Regions from separate parts of the Anas platyrhynchos genome. Here region 1 is linked to region 2. A link is a contact called in public Hi-C data. All regions are on one chromosome and are shown on one strand. The core of a region is the stretch at or near the end of the contact, and the rest is flanking DNA. Distances in the headings are between cores, read along the strand shown. Region 1 overlaps RAB11FIP4 (RAB11 family interacting protein 4). Region 2 holds the start of RAB11FIP4 (RAB11 family interacting protein 4).

Evidence for each region. A called contact is a pair of places that touch in the nucleus more often than the background predicts.
Region 1: a contact with region 2 is called in a Hi-C map of F1 follicle, with 3 times the contacts expected there. The contact joins the enhancer-like site here to the promoter of RAB11FIP4 in region 2. A contact is called at or near these places in 2 of 8 Hi-C or Micro-C datasets (F1 follicle and liver).

The regions. Positions count from the first base shown.
Region 1 is chr19:5,997,537-6,002,688 of IASCAAS_PekinDuck_T2T, reverse strand. All of the region lies in intron 2 of RAB11FIP4 (RAB11 family interacting protein 4), which reads right to left. Among named protein-coding and RNA genes, the nearest start is that of RAB11FIP4, 45 kb to the right of the region's middle. Within about 2 kb of position 2,203, at least 2 of the 8 cell types and tissues checked have an H3K27ac peak or open chromatin away from gene starts, as enhancers often do. A contact at or near this core is called in F1 follicle, where this site is marked.
Region 2 is chr19:5,953,424-5,958,348 of IASCAAS_PekinDuck_T2T, reverse strand. It overlaps RAB11FIP4 (RAB11 family interacting protein 4), which reads right to left and starts at 3,524. Exons shown (of 14, transcript XM_027471624.3): 1 at 3,161-3,524. The coding sequence starts at 3,304.

The DNA of each region.
Region 1 (5,152 bases), core at 954-3,453, 46 kb before region 2:
GGTCGATGTGTTTTCCTGTCTCCTACCCACAGATGTATGCCAGAGGCACCACCAGGTGGATGAAGCCAGTGACGTGGTGTGCTTTTTTTTTACTTTTCTGGAGAAGTCAGCAAGCAAGAATTGTGTTGCTGTCGCTTCCCAAAGAGGAGCTCACATGGGAATAACAATCCAAAGAGGTTATTTACCTTCTGAAAAGAGGCAAAATATTAAACGTTTTTGCCTTGAGACAGCATCTTTCTACATAACTTGGCATGCCTGTGGCTGTCACATTTCCCACTTGCCCATGGTCCATTTCTTTCTCCCGGCTTTAGCATTATGTTTGTCAGCCTGTGCTTGACTAAGGGCACTTTCTAGTCCTCTTACAGAGAATTCAATTTACTATTTGTACCTTTTGACATTTATAACAAAAACTTATTACTCATCAAACTACCTCATGCCAGCACCCACTGTGACAGTCTTTACATGTACGGACTGCTTGCTCTGCTAAATGCTCTCTGCATGATATGGAGCACGTACTCGTTAAAGTGAGTTATCTCCAGCAAAAAGGAAAATAAATGCCAAGTGCTACACAGCAGTGGATGTAGATTTGTGTAATGAAGGAGACGTGTTTACACAGTTCTAAAAATTCCCAGCTATATCTTCAGCTATAAGGTTAGGCCTTATTTTTCCTATTTCAGCTGTACTAACAGTGCTTCTAGCTAAAGACTTCTAAGCTGTCAGCCTTTGCTTAAGCCTGTTAGATAAGCGTACCACCTTCCCCAACCTTTTTCTTTGGTGGGCAAAAGTTACAAAGGCTTTCAAAGGTTTTCAAAGGTGCAAGAGGGATTTAACTACCAAAACCAAGGGGCATCTTAAACCTCTCTAATCTGGAGTTTAGCTGCAAGGTCTTCTGTGTCCCCTCTTTGCTGCCCAGTTCTTATCTGAGATTTTTCCTGATCACAGTTACTCATTTTCCTTGACCATTAAGGTCCATCTCTTCATGATAGCCCTTGACCATTTAAATTCAAACCTATAATTTACTCAGAAAAAAACACAGGAGAAAAAGCACCGTCTCCTCCATACCTAACCTACTTGGGGCAGCCCTAGCCACTTCTTCAGAGAGCCATCTGGCACAGGCTTTCGTGTCCTGGGCCAGAACCGCAGAAGCCAATCAAGCATTTGAGCCATTTCCAGAACATCACCAGGCACTTAATCCAATTTGTTTACCGAGCTGAAGAGCTCCATTTGGCAAACGGAGCCAAATCTTCCTTTTATTGAAATCACAGACCAAATTTCCAATGCAACTGACAGAGTCAGGACAGACTCAGGTTCACCTGAGACCACCTCCTCCTGCAGAGGTGACTTTTTGTTGGGAAGACGTTTGAGCGTGCAGCAACCAGCGTCCCCCGTGGGAGACATTTGCTGAGTGCAATTAATGTGCTGGCGTGGCAGCTTGGATCCCCTCATCCTGCTGGGAAGATTTGCATGTTATTACACCCGGCAAAAGGAGAAGAAGAAAAGAAACTGCTGAGAGGCCATTCTCCTTCAGGGTTACTCAAACACACTGCTGCCACCTTGCTGGACCTCATCCACCATCCAGCAAACCATGGAAAGATGCCAATGGCTGCAAGAAGCTTAGGATTGTGCCACCGTTTTCACCCCACTTAAGAACTAGGTTTAGTAACAAATAAATGTTTCGTTGCTCATTTTCCCTATCAAGACACAAACTGTCACCCCTAACAATGGAGGGCTGTGGTGCTGCTCTTTCCCCAGGGCCCAGCCCCTACCACCAGGACGTTGGGTTTTGGCACGCAGTTGGTAAAGAAGCCTTTCTTGTCCAGTGTTTTTTTGCAACACTGCTAACACATCTCACCTTTTGTTTCCCATATCTGGAGGATGATTTGAATTTTGCAAGTACTCCAAGAGGTTTACGCAAGGGGCATACCATAAGAAGGGAACTGAATTAACCTGCAGTGTCTCAAATACTGTTCACATGTCTTCTTATTACCTGAACATATTTTGGCTTGCAGCCTGGGAAATGCCAGTGAGCAAAATGAAAGTGTCACAGTCCAGAAAGGAAACAGGAAAAAAAACAAGGTTTACTCTGGCACATCTCAGTGTGGAAACACGAAGGCATTGGACAGCAGCTTGTATAGGGAGCTGTCTGGTCAGGCACACAGGGTGCTTTCTGCCAGTATCTGTCTTGAGGACAAACATTTTTGCCCGGGCTTGCAGAACTGCCATGATCAGTATTTCAAGCCATGCAGCAGTATGCACCCAAGGCTAGTCTGTCCATAAATAACCCACTGCAAATACATGAACGGATACTTCCTGGCTACTTTAAGGACCTCCTGCACTGAGCTGTCCCATTGTTGCTATAATTTCATTTTCCAGGAAACAATAAAACTGAAAGCCACTTCTATGGCTGTTTAGAGATATTTCATTTGAATGCCTACTTGTATCACAAGATTTTAACGTGCTCAGTGTGCTCTCGCCCTTGTTATGGCTGGGAAAATCTCCTCATTCACATTTCTGGGCAACATTTGGCAAGGAGACCCAGCTCCACTGCAGTCAGTGAGGCAGCGAATGGAGGCGAAGAGCTAACCCAAGGGTGGTTTCAAGTCCTTCTATATTTTCTACAGCTGTGCAAAAGGATGCCCTCTGTGGAGAACACTCCTGCAGGGCCGTGCATTGTATAAATCACTGTGCAGGGTGACAGAGTTTAGGAGCAACCTCATATCTGGAGGAGGAACTCAGTTACCAAACCACAGGAGAGTGGTGAGGCTGCTGAAGTTTCTTTGGCTAGAGACACACGGTGAGCCAGCACAGAGCCGGCTGCTCTTGTGTCCGTCAAAAGACTGCTCAAGACAGCGGCGTGTGTCACTTCTCATTCACCAAAGCACTGGGTCACTCTCTAATCTGATTCTGTCAAAATTACTGAAGTTAAAAACACATTTATCCAAAGTATGCCAAAAGCAGAAGTGTACACGGTGCCTTTGGCCAGAACTGCAGTGGGGAACAACCTGCAATCTGGCAATTATTTGCAGGGGCAAACTGAAGTAAAAAGACAACTGCCCGCACTCTGGTAAGAGGAAGACGCTGCAGAACAAGAAATCTAAGCATCATAACCACTAGATCATTTATCCTCTCCTTTTGTGAAAACACAAGTACTTCTGGAAAATACCAAACTAATGCTAGTAACCTCACAAAAGGCAGTGCTGGCTCTCACAGAGGCAGGACAGGCTCATCTTTAACCCTAAGCAAAGATGATGCAAGTGTTTTCCAAGTCACTGAAGGGGAGGACGTGAACCTTTAACATTTTCTGTTTGCTCAGGATGCCAGACATGACTTCCCTTACCACATATTTTTAGATATTTACCTTCAGTTTCATTTAAAAAAATGTTTTTCACACTCTAGCAGACAGTTAATTTGCAAACAGACACTCTGGCTGCAAATAAACACAACTGCAGCAAAGTGGTTTCCTGCAAATGTTCCAAGAAGGAGAATTAACCCATGCTGTGTCAGGCAATTTTCACGGGCAATTAAACAACTTTAATACTATGGGAAATCAAATCTGGCTACCTAATTGAATAAAGTTGGTTCTTGGCATTTTTCCTGAGACCAATAGCTTTTTTACTTCATCTACCCTTGGATCTTTAATGGTGTTTTAGACTTGTTTATGATCTCAGGCTATATTTAGTAAAATTTAGTTGAGTCTTAGCAAACTCCGACGTACTTTTAAGAGCAACGAAGTTCAGCTCATTAAAGAGTTTTAGCCTGACTCACAAAAGGAGAGCTCAGCTCTCCACATTTACCTGGACAGTCCTTCTCCCTAGAGCCAGCCCAAATACCGCTCCCGTTTGTAAGACATCCTTATTAAGAACACACAGACTCATCAAATCCTCTCCAGCTATGGTGCGTTGCGAAGTTTGAGATCTACAGCTATAAGCCTAAACGGGCTCATGAAGACTTTGATGTTTTCTGCTGTGCTTTACTGAATGAAATTCTTGTGGTAGCACAGCTCTTCTGCTCCTTAGAACTGGTAGGTATTGCAAACACTGGTGTCCAGCAAATAAAGGTAAACTCCTCTTGTACAAGTGCAACACATCCATCTCAAGTTCTCTGTTGGATCTTTGGGGCAAAGCTGATGCAATCCTATTCTCAGCTACGGGACTGCAAATTAAGTTAAGAGAGATAATCAAAACTCAGCACTGGTTCTGCAGAAAATGTTTGTTTGGAGCAGCTAAATGAAAATATAAAAGCAAATTTAAAAAAAAAGTCACAAGTGCAACAGAAGGCCAGAAATATTCCGCTCTGGAAAACTTTCTTTTGAAAAAACATTAAATTTCATAGTACATTATTTTCACAGTACTGATAACCTGCCACAGTGGGAGCTAACAAAGCAGCCCACTTCACCTTTTTTTTTTTTTTTTTTTTTTTTTTTAGCATTTCTTTGAAGCTTTGGGCAATTCTGTATTCCTGGGAATTTCATCAAAATTGCTAAGACCTTATGGAGAAAATAACTACTTTTTACAGAAGAAAAAAAAAGACAGCTTAGCTACTCACACTGGGACTGCTTCTAGAAGTTTTCCAGCCAACTGCAGTAATTAAAGATCCAAGAAAGCACACAGATGGATTTTTGAAGGCACTTAACATTTTGTGTTACTATTTTGAAGACTCAAAGGTTGCTGTTGATGAAGGTGGGGAAGGGTAGAAATTCACAACTGTGCTTCTCCCAGAGTTAATGAACATGAAGAGCTCCTACACCTCAGCTTTTTTTTTAATATTACAACAGGTCATAACTTTAAAGCCCTTATAACATCTAGAAGATGGGGAAAGCACTTTTCCTCCGGAGGAACAATAAGCTGTATAGTTTCATTTGGGAAAAAATAAAATAAAAAACCCACAGTGATTCTGCTAAAGCATGAAAATTCATTATTGCAGAAATGCTCTGTGCTGGCATGGCTCAGCCTCTCCCCTTATGAAAACCATTGCCCTTCAACTACTGCACAGTGGTTAGCGTTGTTTTCATGGTTTAAATAAGCAATGAAGTTGGAATATGTTTGCCTTTATCTTTTAATTCTGCATGAATTTGTATTCACATTTTACCCTCTCATCTATGTGAGCTGCAACTCCAAGGTCAGCAGGGGGAGCTCGCTCTTTATTTGTCAGG
Region 2 (4,925 bases), core at 2,275-4,774:
CTCCGTGCTCCTCAGCAACAGCAGGAAAGAGAATCACGTTGGGTTGGTCCAGTGTTAAAAATGCAATGACGAAATGCTACAGCATAAAAGCAAACTTGCTAGAAATGCTTCTGCTGCAGAAACACCTTACACGAGCAGCTGCTCCGAGACGATGGCTGCTCTGCTGCAGGTGGCTCTCAGTGACTGTAGGAAGATGAGGATTTTGGGGGGGGTGGAAGCAGAACGGTACGAGGAAAGTGTGATGGTGCGGTCTTAAAGAAAGGAAAAGCATCACACTATTAGAAGCGAAAGCTCAGAAGTTCAGTAAAATAGCAAGGAATTTGATAAGAAATTTTTAAATTTGCTATTCTGATGGTGCAGGTAAGGGCTGCTTTACTTGAACAGGAAGCTGCTGCCTTGCTGCAACATTTTGCCTTGGGGCAGTTTTCAGAGAGTTGTAGATCTTTCAGGAAAAATAAATTTCAGCATGTTGACTGCACACATGTCCAGAAGAAAAAAAAAAAATGAAGAAAAAGGAAATGGAAAGAACAAGAAAAATCAGAAAAAGTCAAACACCCTACACAGTCCAAGCCCCACACGCCCTGGTTGGTATTAAGAATTTATAGACTCCAAACTTTGCACTGCTGTGGCTGCAGGAAGGTAGAGAAGAGGTGGAAACCTGCATGCATCAGGACGGCACAGCTGACAGCACAGATACTGTCTCATTTCATAAACGTGACCCAAGGCTACCAGGGGTAAGAGTCACAATTATTCAGGCCACAAAATTACAAAACGGGATCCTCTCTGTGGCCAGATTAATTCAATAAATAGAAGCAGCAAATAACTTAGACATGAGGGCCAATCAATCTTTCACTGATGCCAACAGAACGATTTCTTTTGAATGCAAAGGAAGCCATGGTGGATCAGGCCCAAGAAGCATAGCACGTTCAAATGTATAATTGGTTTTCAGTGACAATAAACACATTTTAGTGTGTTAAAGGAGAGTGCTCGAGCAGTGTCTCTTCAGCTTAATTTCATGAGCTGCATTACCACACACAGCTTATTAGGTTCCTGCAGCTGCGGGGGTGAAAGTGCCATGTTATATGGGAGAACAGCTTCTCAGTGTCTCCAGACATCAGCTGCGATTCATCATACATAAAGTTCAGTTTTAACAAGGCTCAAAGACAGACCGGCTCACCTGCTCTAATCTTTCTGCAGTAAATGTGCACTTGGAAAATTGATTCTGTATTTCCCTAACAAGCCTCTTTCGGTGATTTACTAATCACAATTACTCAGCTGATACACGCTCCTTTGAAATCAAGGGACTGCCAGCCAACGACTACAATCAATGCAGAGAAGCAAAGGGGAACAAAGGGTTATATCTCTGACAGATGCATAGTTAAGAATTCTGTGTCCCACTTTTGCACATACCTTGTTTGAACACTGCCAACTACAACTGCATAAAATAAAAAAGGATGCGTTGCTCCCCACTGGTAATTCCTCTAGTGCCTGCCCAGGAAGCCAGCCCCTCCTGCAGCCTCGATACCATGCTGACAACCGATACTTTTCTACCGCCTTCACTGTTGAGATTACCGGTTTTGTCGTCTATTCTGTTCCATTTCATATTTTAAATATTTGCCAACTAATATACTCCAATTTACTCAAAGCTTGAGAGCACCACCTGAATTCTCCCTTACATCACACAGAACCTTCCATAACCTTATAGATTTCTAAGACCAAAAAGGATTGTTGTGATCGTCAAAGCCATTCTGCTGCAAAACAGCCTGTGGAATCAAACTAATCTTCCTCTGCGCTGCAAGAGAAAACCACCAATTTGCCTCCAAATAAACGCAGCACTGCAAGAAGCAATCCTGATGCAATGCATTTGGCAATACCATTTAGAAATACTTCTATTAGCTTATATAAAATTATACAACTTACCAAGAGCCAAATAAAACTAGAAATCAATAAAGCTCTCTACTTTTATGCATTTCTCCTCATCATTTTGCTGGTTAAAACAAGAAACTCTAGTTTCTCATTAAGAAAACGTTTAACAGACCAATGACTACCTGCAAGCAATGAGCCTCCTCCTGCTCTTCTGATTTCATTCACAAGCTGTTTCATTACCAGCAGTAAGCCAAAAATGAGTAATTTGCTCCGACAATTAATGTGAATTCACTGTGGTTTTGCTGCCCCTTTGGCATCCCTTCCCAAACTCCTTTTTTAGAGGCTCCTTCCGTTAATTTGTTTTATTATCCTTTAAAAGGCCAGCTGAGAGCAGCCGAGCCTTTTCCCAGTCCCAGCTCCACTCCCCAGCCCCAAACCTGCCGGGGGCGCGTTGTGAAGCATCAGTTAAGCGCAATAGCCCGAGAGGTCTGAGAGGGAAAGCGTTTCTTGCTTGGTTAGTTTGATCAGAGCTGCAACCCTTTACTGAATCACCTAAAGGAATTGTTTAATATCAAACACACGTCATTACCCCCCAGATACGGGTCCGAACCCCGCTCTCACGGATTTACAGGGTCCTGCTGTCATTAGGGCTCCACTGAGCCCCTTGGAGCAGCTTGGGGCTGGCGGTGGGATACCAGAGGGCTGGGTGGATCACCTGGGGGCTCCACTCGGTGCCTCAGGGCTGCTCCTGGGGGCTCTGCTCTGCTCCTGGGCCGCTCCTTGTGTGGATGCCCCGCGCCCCACTGATGCCCCCGCCGCTGCGGGCGGCCTGAGGGCCTGGCACCGCCCGGAGCTGCGGCTCGCTCCGTGCCCGTTCCCCGCTCAGGACCGTGCTCAGCCGGCACGGAGCAGCCCCCAGCTCGCAAACACCTCCCTGAAAGGCTCCGTAGCCCCGCCGGGACGGCCCTGAGGCGGGGTTGGGGGGGAAACATCAAGGCCGGGTGGCTCCGGGACCCCCTGAGGGAGCCGGGACTCCGGCCTGCCCTGAGGGACGGGGGCTCCGGGACCCCCCGGGGGGAGGCTGCGGGACCCCTCTGAGGGACGGGGGGAGCCCGGGACGCCCCGAGGGGCTCCAAAAGGGTCGGGGCAGGTCCGAGCCGCCCTGAGGGAAGGCGGGGAGCTGAGGGGGGGCCGGCGGGGCAGAGCGCGGTGGGAGCAGCAGGTGAACGGGGCCGGGCCGAGCCGAGCCGGGCGAAATCCTGGCACCCCCCATCCCCATCCTCCTCCTCCTCACCTCCTCCCCTTGGCCGAACTGCAGCCCCAGGGCCACGAAGTGCTCCACCCGGATGAAGCCGTCCGCATCCTCGTCGCACACGTCGAAAACCTCCTTGAGCTTCCGCAGGAACGGCAGCAGGCTCGGCGGCTCCATCGCGGGCATCACCTCAGCCGGAGGCCGGCGGCGGCGGCGACACCGGCGGCGGCGGCAGCAGCAGCCATGATCGCCCTCTCCCGCAGCCGGTGCGGGAGAGACCGCGGGCAGGGGCCGGGGGAGGGCTGGAAGAGAGCCGGGGGAGGGCGAGAGCCGCGGGCGGAGGGAAGGAGGGAGCGAGGGAAGGAGAACAAAGGGGCGGCGCGGCGAGGCGAGGGCGGCGGCGGCTGGCGAGGGGCCGCGGGGCCGCCAGGGGGCGCCGCTGGGAGGGAGCGGCGGGGGCGCGCGGCGCCCTGAGGGGACGGGGGAAAAGGGAGGGAAACGGGAGGGGAGCGCGGGCTCCTCCAGGCATTGGCGACCCCTCGGTTTCTCTCCCGGTTGCCACAGACTCGGTCCTTCCATCCCCAGAGTCCCAAACAAAACTGTCCTCGCTCCTGAGAAAATTCCTGGCCACCTGCTGTGGGGAGGCCCGGGCTAAAGGCAGAAAAGCGGAGTGTGAAGAGTTGGAGGGTGGTAAAGGACAAGGAGGGCAATGGGAGCCGCTGTGCTCCGGCTGGCAGAAGCACTTCTCCCTGCCTTTGGTTTAGGGCATGAGCTCAGCCGACGAGACGTGGCTCGGAAGGAAGGGATGCCCCTGCCTTTGCAGGGTTCTTCATAAAAGCCTTCTGCAACTGCTGTGCTGGGTTTTAGTTTGATCTTTCTGCTCTGTCCATTTTTCTCAGTTTTTGGACCACTTTTTAAGCCCACAGCCATGAGCTGCTAGTGAGAAGACCAGTCCAGGTTCTGGTTCCTGCAGTGTGCCTCAGACCAGGAAGGTCAGGGAGGATGGCTCGTGGAGGATGTGACACTGGCTGTACCTGGCTCAGGTACATACTGCCTCTGCCAGGACATCTTTCCCTCTGTGCTTACTAAGGACAAGTGACTGTCTATCACCAAGTGACATTCTGTAGGTGATGGATAAAGCTAACAATCCAAAATGGCCATGAAAGTGTAGCAGGTTTTGAGCTGAGGCAGTGTCCACTTGGCTTCTTTCAGTAGGAGAGGTTCTCATGCCCCTCAGCAACCCTGAAAATCCCATAATTAAAGCAAGCTAGTGAAATTCTTCTTTTTTTTTTTTTTTTTTTTTGGTATCACTAGGAGCGTTCTCCTCAGGAAGTTTTCTTTGAGCATATATCCCTCATCTCTGCTATGTGCAAATTCAGCGTTCAGGAAGAGGCTGACTTGACAGCTCTGTAGGCTTAAGTCAGCTGTCAATCAACAGCACAGTGATAGCACACACTGAACAGGCAGCACAGCTCCACATATAACCAGCCTCTGATTTGGTTCCAGAGCCCCTACCACCCTCCTTTAGTTTTATAATAAATACATAAGACTTATCCAGTTCCCTTACTGATGTACAAGAAGGTCTTTCCAGACCAGCAAAAAACCTCAAAGTGCAGAGATCAGATAAGATTCTTGAGAAGCAAAGAATTCATGAAGAGATGTGAAGATGCAGGCAATCTGAAAGAGAAAAGGGAAGCAAAATGTTTGATCAGCAAACTTCTCTGAAGCTGTCTACATAGAGCAGGACTCTTAGATGTTGGGACATTTAGCTTTTATCTCAGCATAGGTGAATTCACCTTCAGGTTAC